Regions from separate parts of the Arachis hypogaea genome. Here region 2 is linked to region 1. A link is a contact called in public Hi-C data. All regions are on one chromosome and are shown on one strand. Each heading gives the region's core, a stretch centred on a gene start, on an enhancer-like site or on the middle of the called end of the contact. The rest is flanking DNA. Distances are from core to core; before and after follow the strand shown. Region 1 holds the start of LOC112794734 (probable LRR receptor-like serine/threonine-protein kinase At3g47570). Region 2 holds the start of LOC112796469.

Region 1 (6,581 bases), core at 2,491-4,990:
TATTTCTTATACTAGTTAAAAGTAATTCTATTAGTTTTTGATTTTTTACTGTATTTATCACTTAAAAATTAATTTGTTGGAATCTACCGTTACTGCTATTCCAATTATCAGTTATTTTTGGTTGGGCACTTATACTCAACCACTTTTCAAAGAGTTTGTGATAAGTCACAAAAACAAAAGTTTGTGATTTATAGCCCGTGAGTGGCCCAATCAATGAATTTATATCTTTTGGGCCGCATGACACATATTATTGCTTTAGACAGTCTTTGTTTTTAACAAAGTCCTTTTCTTCTGACCAAAAACACAAGAAAAAGTTTAGAAAGTCAACTAGAACTTAAGTCAATTTAAATTAATTTTTTATATTTCTAATTTTAAAATTTAAAAAATTAGAATAATGAGGAGTTATTTCTTTTTATATAACAACCCTCCTATTTTTTAACTAATTGGCTCAGTTGACTACCCTCTTAGTTGGTTCCTAACCAAACCGAAAATATCATTGTTAGAAAAAAAATATGGTTTAATCGTATTGGGTTTTAGGAACAAATATAATGGGACATAGCTATAAGTAGTTGTAGGCCCAGGCCTTAAACCATGGATTGTAATAAATAGTCATGGTTTCATGACCAAAAAGAAAAAAGAAAAAGATAGCCATTGTAGTATGTAGCAACAACCAGCAATTCACACATTTCTTGATTATTTTTCACTGTTATATAAACTGTTTTTATGAATTACTAGTACTATTTTAATTTTGACTTAAAATTGGCAAGTATGTCTCAACTTTAATTTCTCTGAGATTAAAGTATATTTAGGCTGTGATTTTTTAATAATCTAATTTTAGGTCTCCTAATAAGTATACTTTAAATACATTTATTCTCAAGTCATAATAATAATAATAATAATAATAATAATAATAATAATAATAATAAACTTCTACCTAAGAATAACTGTATTAATTAAACATTACTCCATCAAATAGAAACAACAAAGCATGAAAAATTATGTAATTTTCTTTTTAATTCCAGAAGTAGCCTACCTATTATGACTGATGAGTATAGTGCTCATCAACTTAATTAGAAATTTTTAGATCCTTGTCTCATTGTAATAATTAAGAGGGATAGGTTAGAGATTCCGATATCCATAAAGTAATTGCGTCGAAAGCAAAACTAGAACCACCACCCTTGCAATAATAATGAAAATAAAACAGCCTCTTCTATTATTGTGGCTGCTAAGAAGCCTCGAATTTTATGGCAAAATGTGTTTACTAGAATTACACAAAATACAACTAAATTGGCTTGGTCGTGTATGTGGTCAACTCACTTGTCCGCTTAAAGTTAAATAAGTGTTGAAGGTTTCAATTCCATCTTATATATGCAATAATTCACTAACAATGACAAATCTTTAAATAGAACTCAAATCTACGCCAAATTAATACTTAATCTAGTGGGTTGGAAGATATAAACAAGAATTTGACAAAATACATGAAAGAACCAATTAAAAAGATAAAGTGTATGCTATACAAACGTCAGAGTCATTCTAGTTTTTTACCATTACTGTCACAGCCATTTTGTTAGACTATATGTAACACTAGCTACTACAAATACATTTGTAACAAGTCTTCCTTGAGCTTCGATTAGATGATATCTAAAATTTTTTAGGCAAATAAATATGAAAAGGGGTGAAAGTAGTGCTTTAGTTTTTTAAGTTTTAGTTGAATTTTTTAATTTTATTTCTAAACATTTAAATCATCTTAGTTTTATTTTAAATATTTTATTTCATTCTAATTTTATTCTCTGATTAAAATTAATTTTTTAAAATATTTTTTTCCATTATTCTCTTTTTTTTTCCTCTTATTCTTTTGACAGTTTCATTTTAAAATCACTACTACAATTATATTATTATTATTATTATTATTATTATTATTATTATTAGCTTAAATCATCAATTGTATATATGAGTCCATTTTTGTCTTATGCTAAAATTTTTTTGAGAATAATAAAAATCAAAATTTATATTTTTTTAATCATGATATACTCTCTAATACCAGAATATAAAATTATTTATCCCTAAATTTATAACTAGTAAATAGAGATACATAAATAACTACATAATTAACAGAGAAAGAAAGAAGGATTATCTGGTTGGGCAGAGAATTATTGATTCGATTAATAGTGAAAGGAAAAGCTAAAGCTGTGTTATTGGCTTACTGGCTTATTCCCTTATTGGCATAAACAAATTGTCTATATCTCCGTTGGCTAATTATAATTGCATTATATATATTTGGTTTCCGTGAACAATAATAAACTTCCTATATATAATAAGCGACGAGTCTTTAATAATTCTACTTTCTTAGTCCAATGATTGTTATAGGTTATTAGTAGAGGTAAGTATTAAAGTAGTCCCTGAAGTTATCCTCGAGGCTCAAAGTAATCCCTGAACTTAAAAATTTGTCGAGATCGTCCCTGAAGTTGATCTCCGGTACTCATAGTGGTCCTTCTGGTAAATTTCGTCCAGCTGGCGCAACCGGAAAGCTTCGTTGGTGACACGTTAGCAGCGCAACGGCTAGCTGACGTGGCACAGTAAACATTTTGGACTCAATTTGGTCCCTAATTTTAGGTTAAAAACTCTAACCCCCAATTGACTCTCTTCTCCTTTCTTCTTCATAGCACTCTCTTCAATATTTGAGTCTTGGCAACAACCGTCTGCAGGGAACCATCATCAGCGAAATCTGCAAAATCAAGCAGCTGAGTGAGTTGTACATAACTGAGAACAAACTAATTTCTGGAGAGGTTCCAACTTGCTTTGGTAATCTTACTTCTCTAAGAAAACTTTACTTGAACTCCAACAAACTCAGTAAGGTGCCTTCTTCTCTTTGGAGCCTCAGAGACATTCTTGAGGTGAACTTGTCTGATAATGCTTTAACTCTGTCTCTTCCAATTGAAATTGGGAACTTAAAGGATGTGACTTTCTTGGATCTATCAAAGAATATGATCTCAGGAAGCATTCCTGGGTCCATTTCTGGATTGCAAAATTTACAAATTCTCAACTTATCACAAAATAAATTGGTAGGGGGTATTCCTGATTCACTTGGCAGTTTGATAAGTTTGACAGATTTGGACTTATCTCAAAACAACTTGTTTGGCTTGATTCCAAGATCACTGGAGTCACTTCATTATCTTGAATTCATCAATCTTTCTCATAATAGTTTGGAAGGAGAGATTCCGAGTGGTGGACCTTTCAAAAATTTTACTGCTCAATCTTTCATGTTTAATAAAGCACTTTGTGGAAATGCCAGATTACAAGTCCCAGCATGCAGTAAAGTAAAGAAGAAAGGGTCAAATGCAAACATATTCTTCATCAAATGCATATTGCCTATAATGGTTTCAATCATTCTGGTTGTTTTCTGTGTGTTTTTTCTCGTCAGACCTTGAAGAAAGAATGGTGGTGATACTAATGAAGGAACATTATGAGCATTACAAGCAGCCAGAATGATTTCGTACTATGAACTATCACAGGCAGCTAATGGATTTGATGAGAGTAATTTGCTTGGTAGGGGCAGTTTTGGCTGTGTTCAAAGGTTGACTTTCAAATGGGATGGTGGTTGCTGTCAAAGTGTTTAACTTGGATTTGGAATTAGGATCAAAGAGCTTCAGTGTAGAATGCTAGCAATGTGCAATCTGCGCCATTGAAATCTCATAAAGATCATAGGTTGTTGTTCAAGTATAGATTACAAGCTTTTAGTGATGGAGTTCATGCCTAATGGGAGCCTTGAGAGATGGTTGTATTCTCATAATCATTGTTTGGACTTCTTGCAAAGGCTAAATATAATGATAGATGTGGCATCTGCATTGGAGTATCTGCATCATGGATCTTCACCTATAGTGGTTCATTGTGATGTCAAACCTTGTAATGTCTTATTGGATGAAGACATCGTTGGCCATGTCAGTGACTTTGGCATTGCCAAATTGCTTGGCGAGGGACAATCCAAAGAATATACCAAGACCATGGCTACAGTTGGCTACATTGCACCGGGTAAGTGATACTACACCAGATTATAATTTCCCTTTTAACTTTGGTCATTTGATTATAACCATATGCTTGATTAGTATGCATCTACAATTGAAGATCATAAATCATTCACTGACCTTTTAGTAATAATTTGTAATCAAAGTTGAACTACAATGCTTCTTTAACTTTTTCTGTAGTAATTTTCATTAGTTCAGAAATTCACTTTTTGTTGCGGTGGTGGTATCTAAACATTTTGTTTCCAATTTTAGTGGCTTGTGTGTCACATATACTTGTTCTATAAACAAATATTTTATTTAAAATAACGAGGGTAATTTGAGTTGCAAAGTTTGGATCCAAAGGGATTATCTCTACAAAGGGAGATGTATACAGTTTTGGGATAATGCTGATGGAAACATTCACAAGAAAGAAGCCAACAGATGACTTGTTTGTTGCAGGATTAAGCATGAAAGGTTGGATTAGTGAATCATTGTCACGTGCAATTGATCAAGTTGTGGATTCCAACTTGTTACAAGATGAAGGTCACCACCATGTTGATGACATAATAGCATCTACATCATCTATCTTGAAACTGGCCTTGAATTGTTGTGAGGATTTACCTGAAGAACGAATGAACATGGAAGATATTGCTGCATCACTGAACAAAGTTAAGGCCAAGTTTCTTAAAGCTAATGACAAGGATGTCGTTCGGTTTTGTAGAAAATGAACCACTTTGTAATATGTTTAAATGTTTAGTACATTCCCTTTCTTTGCTTTTGAATTTTGGCCTCAGTAGAGTCTATATTTTTCTACATTAGGAACATAAGATGTTGCAATAAACATTATCAAAAGAGAGTCAGCAAATATAACTACAGAACATTTACAGTTATTAAGCTATGGATGATTCAGGATTGATATATAAAGATTAAAGAATATAAAGGATGATCATGGCCATTTGCTAATTGATAATATATCAGTTGTAAGAAACATTCATTGTGTCACTTTAATACCAATTTCTGTAAACTAAGAAAAGCAAATCTGCGATGTTGAGCACTGTTGACATTTGACAAACTCAAGTAATCAAAAAAATAAACAAAAAAAGTGGTGCCAAAGTATAAAAATTAAAAATAAACAATCAGCATCATGCATATCTACAAAATTTAAAGTAATAGTAGTTCAATATTGATCAATAGCAGTATCATAATATCTCAACTTGCCTTACTCCATAATGCACATGTCGATGATTACAATGACCTGAGACACCATAGTTATCAAAAGTAATAATCTGGAGAGGCACAAAAACCAAAACAGTAAAAACAGGGGAGCTCTAAAAGAGATAACTAGAACAGAAGGTATTAGTCACCCCAAAAGATTGCATATGGTGGCACAAATAAAAGCTTAACTTACATGCCTAAAAATGGAAACAATAATACAGAAGCACAGGCTTACCATATTAATGCAGTGGCTGGTTATTTATGCGATGGAGAAGAAAGGAGAAGAGAGTCAATTGGGGGTTAGGGTTTTTAACCTAAAATTAGGGACCAAATTGAGTCCAAAATGTTTACTAAGCCACGTCAGCTATCCGTTGCGCTGCTAACATGTCACCAACGACGCCAGGTTAGCTTTCTGGTTGTGCCAGCTGGACGAAATTCATCGGAAGGACCACTATGAGTACCGGAGATCAACTTCAGGGGCGATCTCAAACAAATTTTTAAGTTCAGGGATTACTTTGAGCCTCGAGGGTAACTTCAGCGACTACTTTGATACTTACCTCTTTATTAGTAACATGATTACATGTATGAAACTTAATCTCATCAAGAGCTCCTAAATAGGAAGGTATCATCTAAGGCATATTCAATATTTTTATGGTAATACTAACAACAGACAACAACAACAACAAAGTTTTGTCCTACTAAGTAGGGTCGATTACATGAATCAAACAACGTTATTATGCTCTGTTATGTATCATGTCTACAAAAAGACCGTTTACATGTAGATTTCGTTTGACCACCTCATGGATGGTCTTCTTAGATCTTCCTCTGCCTTTCGCCCATTGTCCATCTTCCATCTCATCTACCCTCCTGAATGAATGTTCTATCGGTCTTTTTCTCACACGTCCAAACCACCTGAAACGCGATTCAACCATCTTTTCCACAATAGGTGCTACTCCAACTCTCTCCCTTATATTTTCGTTCTTTATTTTATCCAATCACGTATGACCACTCATCCATCTCAACGTCTTCATCTCTTCCACACTCAGCTTATGTTCGTGCTTTCCTTTAGCCGCCCAACACTCCGTACCATAAAGCATAGCCGATCTTATAGCGGTGCGATAAAATTTACCTTTAAGTTTTAAAGGCACTTTTTTGTCGCATATAAAACCAGATTCACTCCACCATTTTGACCAACCTGTTTGGATCCTATGATTTACATCCTGTTCAATCTCTCCATTATCCTGTATGATGCACCCAAGATACTTAAAACTTTTAATTTTTTGTAGGATGTTTTCTCCAATCTTCACCTCTATATTAAGGTTTTTCCTTCTCAAACTAAACTTACATTCTATATATTCCGTCTTG
Region 2 (6,414 bases), core at 718-3,217, 220 kb after region 1:
CTATACTGATATAAACAGATCACCAAAAAAAAATTGGGATCCCTGTAAAAAAAATGTTATTACTACACTAATGTCCTTCCTCTAACCGTGGGAGTCATCTGGTTGCAATATTCCACGTATTTCCCGCATTAATAACTTCGAACTATTAGCAATCCGTATGCTTTCAGAAATGATATGACTACATAACTCATGCCTCCGAGCTGGTCTAAATGATCTTAATTCAAAAAGAGGGTCTGTTATAACTTTCCTACTATACAACTCCCTTGCTGGATGGACATGTTTCCACCAGAAATCAGATAGTGCCAGTTCCATCACATTCCAGTACTCAGCATCATGATGTAACCTGAACAAACTACTGCCATTAGGAGTCCATACATAAAAATCCATCCAATCCCTCCCGAGAATCTCCATTAATCCCTGAGCTTGAGGAATATAGCGAATTGGAATTCGAGACCAAGGGAAAGCTTTACTCATGTCTCCATTGAGATAAGGACACTTTATCTCTAGAACCCCATGAGAAGACAACTCAAATACCTTTCTGTCAAGTACACCATCTGGTGAAGCAGCTAGCCAGTCATTTTCAGTGTTAGCACCATACACCTGAAGTTCAGGAAACAATACAGTATTACCACTTATCAGCTTGTATCTTTCAAGTGCTTCCTCCTCTTTGATATTGTTCCAACAGGTAGCGATGTTTCCTGAGAATGGTTCAATAGCACCGATCTTCTCTAGCCACAACTGGCACCTTTGCCTACGCCAAAATCCAATAGCAGCAGCGAAAGTGCTAGCTGTCAGTTTGTGTTTTCTAAGTGTTTGCCAGTTTTTAAACCGGTGTTGAAGACTCGGTGCTTGAAGGAAAGAATGAGTTTCGACAGATTCGTATTTTGACATGGCACCAACTATGCTCAAACTTCTAAAGTTGTTATTAGGAGCATGGCTATAGGAATTAGATCCTACAATAACCGATACTAAAGAATTGCTACTAACGTTTTTCTTATTACCCAGACATGCATCAAGAGCACCCATATAACATCGAATTTTGTGCATGCAATGCAGTCGAACAATGTGAGAGAATGATGAAGCAACTTCACAACTGTTAAACAAAGAGAAGTTGTCATTTGATGATTCGAACCATAGATACTAGCACGACAACATCTGATACTTATCAAATACATAACTAACATTCAAAAGAATAATACGATGAACATATATGATTCCTATTCCTCATTAGTTTCATTAGCATAGGACTAGTCCTGGGTGGTTCAATTATTATATACGAGGTGAAGATGGGTGATAACTTATTTAAACCAATAACTAACTAATATATGCATTGCATTACAAAATCAGTCGTAATGGTGGAATGTTCCTTTTTTACAATCTTACTGCAGCATGTACACAATATTTATGGCGGAAGCCACTTAGAAGCATGTACAAGTCATTCATAAACTCATAATCAAAAGAGAGAAAGGAAAAAAATTATATATATGATTGGAGCATTTCATCGAACACAGTGAGGGCGCATGAGACAGAGAGCAAGAAAGAGCAGAAGATAATCTTTACCAAAGCGGGGAGTGGATGCAGAGTCTTGAGTGGAAGTTTCTCTCAATAACAATCATGGTAGCCACGCGGCCATGGAAACCAAGATTCTGAAAACTGAGAGGTCATCGAACCATTCCGGATATCGGTTCAAAAGTTCGGAGGTTCAACCAATCCAACGGAGGAGAAAGGGTTGTTGGTTGCTGTGGGTTAGGGTTGGGTTGTTGGATGCATTTCGGACCAAGGTTTGACTGTGCACCGTGAGAGTAAGCATAAGAGAAAAATACTAAATTAGGCTATAAAAACGTACATACACACTACGGGAAATAATCATCATGTTACGCAGACTGAATGGGTGTGTATGGTTCAAAGATTAAATTTTATTCTCAAGAATATTATTCCTAGGAATATAATGCTTAAGAATAAAATTACTTGGAATGTAAGATTTTTATATTTGTTTATAAAACTTGATGCATTAAAATATTATATAATAATTCTAAAGATGATTAAATTTTTGTTTGGTTGAGTTTAAATTTCTTAGTCATATTATGTAATATGTCAAAATTACCCTTACTCATTTAAATTAAAATATTAATGATTAAAATTAAATATAAAGCTAATTAAATATTATTATTTTTTACATTATTTTTTAATTTAAAAAATATCTCTAATAATAAATTTACTAAAATATCTCTAATAATAAATATGTTTAGATAAAATTATTATTGATTCTAATTTTTTTTGAAATTTACTAAAATACTCCTAATATCAAATATCTTTAGTTAAATTGTTTATTGGTTCTAATTTTTTTAAATTTACTAAAATATCCTTAATATCAAATATGTTCAAATAAAATTATTATTGATTCTATTTTTTTTAAAATTTACTTAAATACCTCCAATATCAAATATGTTTAACTAAAATTATTATTAATTCTAAATTTTTTAAAAATTTACTTAAATACCCCAATATCAAATATGTTTAACTAAAATTATTATTGATTCAATTTTTTTTAAATTTACTAAAATATTCTATTATTAATTTTAATTTTTTTAAATTTACTAAAATACCCCCAATATCAAATATCTTTAGTTAAATTATTATTGATTCTAAATTTCACTTAATAACAATATGTTTAATTAAAATTATTATTTTTTTACATGTTGAATTTACAAAAATACTTCTAATAAAAAATTTACTAAAATACCCTTAATAAAAATATGTTTAGTTAAAATTATTATCGATTCTAATGTTTTCAAATTTACTAAAATACCTCTAATAACAAATATCTTTAATTAAAATTAACATTATCACAATTAAATTTACTAAAAAAGCATTACTATTATGCAAATGAAAGTTACAAAGAAGTCTCAAAAGTAAAAAATACTAGCACTAGTAAGCATACATGCACAACTCTTATACAAGAACACAAACACATCAACAAAATGAAATCAATATTACAACCTCACATAGAAAAATTATTTCAATTATTGAGTGTGATGTCTTCTCCTCCATTGGTTCCACATTTCTTGTGCAAGTTGATCTCTCCATCTACCCCAACATAGATTGGTTTATTTCACAAGATTCTTTTGGAGCCCAACTGTGGTCAGACTTCAACAAAAGCAATCTTCAAATCTCCGTTCTTAGTTACAATCATCAGGCTTGTATCACATTGAATAGCAGCTTCATCTATGGTTCTTTTGCTAATCATCCTTGGCACCAAAATGCTCAGAAGAAACCAGACACCAAAATGATCTCCAACATGGTTAGAGAAAACAACAATGACTTCACCATAAAGGCATTCATCTGTATGTAAGCCAGAGGTAGCTCCTCTGCATCCATAAAGGCATGACAACAGACCAAGTGTTATGGGAACCAATTTCTTTACCTTCTCATTATCTCTCTTTATGTACCTGCATAACAGATAGGAAAAATGTAACAAGCAGAAGATTTGTCTATGCATCATTTGTTAAAAGAGATACAACTTTCCTCCATGCATATATCAATGTGATGGGAAATTTAACTGACACATACATAATGGCAAAAGAACTGCTTAAGAACAGGAGCAGTTGTCATAATATTGGAACAGGAAAAATCTTGGAAACAGAAAACCTCTAATCAAACAATCTTGATGAAAAATAGAGGTATAAAAGGGAAACACACTTCAAAGAACAAGATTTTGCCATTTGAATTTTAAATGATGGGGAAAAAAAGAGAGAAAGATAGAAAAGGAAAAAGAAATGCTTGTTCCAGACATAATCATCCTAGAAAAAGGAAGCAACAGTTCGGAGGAAAGGAAAAAAATAGCAAACATGTTCTTTCAATTACCTCCTGCAATTCAAATATCAACATCTCGTCGATGAGAGCCTTCACGTTAAACAAACAGCTACAATGAAACTAACCAAATAACAAGCCTGACCAAACACATTATCTAAATCATGTACGCAAAAACATTTACTTAGTTACTTACTCAATCTTTTGAATGACAGGTGATGAGCGGATAATTTATACGCTTTTTGGCATTGTTTTCATATAGTTTTTAGTAAGTTTAAGCTACTTTTAGGGATGTTTTCATTAGTTTTTATGTTAAATTCACATTTCTGGACTTTACTATGAGTTTGTGTGTTTTTCTGTGATTTCAGGTAAATTCTGACTGAAATTGAGGGATTTGAGCAAAACTCTGAAGAAGGCTGACAAAAGGACTGCTGATGCTGTTGGATTCTGACCTCCCTGCACTCGAAATGGATTTTCTGGAGCTACAGAACTCCAATTGGCGCGCTCTCAACGGCGTTGGAAAGTAGACATCCAGGGCTTTCCAGCAATATATAATAGTCCATACTTTATTCGAAGAATGACGACGTAACTTGGCGTTAAACGCCAAGTACACGCTGCTGTCTGAAGTTAAACGCCAGAAAAACGTCATGATCCGGAGTTGAACGCCCAAAACACGTCATAACCTGGAGTTTGACGCCAAGAAATGCCTTAGCTCGTGAATTCATCAAGCTCAGCCCAAGCATACACCAAGTGGGCCCCGGAAGTGAATTTATGCATCAATTACTTACTCATGTAAACCCTAGTAGCTAGTTAATTATAAATAGAACATTTATCTATTGTATTAGATGTCTTTTGACCACGTTTCATCTTTGGTCTCAGTTTTGTTTTATTCTTCATCTTAGGAGATCATTGATCACGTTAGAGAGGGCTGGCCATTCGGCCATGCCTGAACTCTTTGCTTATGTATTTTCAACGGTGGAGTTTCTGCACACCATAGATTAAGGGTGTGGGGCTCTGCTGTACCTCAAGTATTAATGAAATTCTATTTTCTTTTATTCAAATCTCTCTTATTCTTATTCCAAGATATTCATTCGTACCCAAGAACATGATGAATGTGATGAGTCAAAATTACCCTCATTATCATTCTCACTTATGAACGTGCGTGATTGACAACCACTTCCGTTCTACATGCAACAGAGCTTGAATGCGTATCTCTTAGATTCCCCAACAGAATCTTCGTGGTATAAGCTAGATAGATGGCGGCATTTATGAGGGTCCGGAAAGTCTCACCTTGTCTGTGGTATTCCGAGTAGGATCCTGGGAATCCGGAAAGTCCAACCTTGTCTGTGGTGTTCCGAGTAGGATTCCGGTAATGAGTGACCGTGACGTGCTTCAAACTTTAACCTGCTGGGCATTAGTGACAGACGCAAAAGAGGGATTCTATTCCAGTAGGAGCGGGAACCAACCGGTGATTAGCCGTACTGTGACAGAGTGCGTTAGCATAGTTTTCACTGCGAGGATGGGATGTAGCCATCAGCCATGGGTGATGCCTCCAGACTGGTTAGCTGTGCGAGTGACAGCCGCACAGGATATTTCCCCGTGAGGAATGAAAGTAGCCACAGTTGATGGTGAACCCCTATACAAAGCTTGCCATGGAAAGGAGTAAGAACGATTGAGTAGAAGGAGTAGGAGAGCAGGCGTCTGAGAGCTCTACAGCATCTCCATCCGCTTATCTGAAATTCCCACCAATGAATCTGCATAAGTGTTCTATCCCTTTTACTATTTCTTCTTTTTATTATTAATTATTCGAAAACCCATAAACCATTTTTAATCTGCCTAACTGAGATTTGCAAGGTGACCATAGCTTGCTTCATACCAACAATCTCTGTGGATTCGACCCTTACTCACGTAAGGTTTATTACTTGGACGACCCAGTACACTTGCTGGTTAGTTGAACGGAGTTGTGAATTCAACCAGTGCCATAATTAGAACATTGATCACAAATGATACAAGAACATTAATCACAATTTCGTCCACCAACAGGAGATGATATATCAAGAGTATACCAGAAAAGCATCACTGGCATAGAAATGACAGCTTCAATTCTTACTTTTTCAGTTTCATCATGCAGACCCATATCTAAAACTTCAAGAACAACACTGCTGGTCAAGTTTGGGCCTAGCTTGGATAATACTTGAAGAGAAAGGCATTTTGCTTTCCATGGGCAATGGTTATCAACAAACAATCTAAAATATATCAACAAACAAGTAAAACAGAATAAATAAATTGAAGAAGCATCGGAGAAAACTTAAAGGGCTTCTTGTTATATGCCAAAATATGTAAACATGCAGATTGAATAATTGAACAAACTTGCACTATCATACGAAACTGTAACAAATATTACCAGAACATGCACACCAAAATACATTTTAAAACTAGAAAACTAGATCTCACAGATCCAGTAGCTGAAAATTAGATTGCCACCAAAACAACTTTACATTGTTACTAGTATGTAAAATTCATCAAGACAATAGGATAAAAAAGCAGAGCAATAGTAATGCAAGCTTAGTAGTGTATTGTAGCATGGCTCATGAAGTACACAGC

Evidence for each region. A called contact is a pair of places that touch in the nucleus more often than the background predicts.
Region 2: a Hi-C map of leaf shows a contact between it and region 1, with 2.3 times the contacts expected there. The contact joins the promoter of LOC112796469 here to the promoter of LOC112794734 in region 1. A contact is called at or near these places in 2 of 8 Hi-C or Micro-C datasets (both in leaf).

Annotation. Positions count from the first base shown.
Region 1 is chr4:20,293,263-20,299,843 of arahy.Tifrunner.gnm2.J5K5, forward strand. LOC112794734 (probable LRR receptor-like serine/threonine-protein kinase At3g47570) reads left to right here and starts at 3,741. Exons shown (of 2, transcript XM_072234351.1): 1 at 3,741-4,029; 2 at 4,365-4,729. The coding sequence starts at 3,741. The coding sequence ends at 4,729.
Region 2 is chr4:20,518,971-20,525,384 of arahy.Tifrunner.gnm2.J5K5, forward strand. LOC112796469 reads right to left here and starts at 1,968. Exons shown (of 2, transcript XM_025838934.3): 1 at 1,561-1,968; 2 at 1-1,093. The coding sequence starts at 1,616. The coding sequence ends at 82.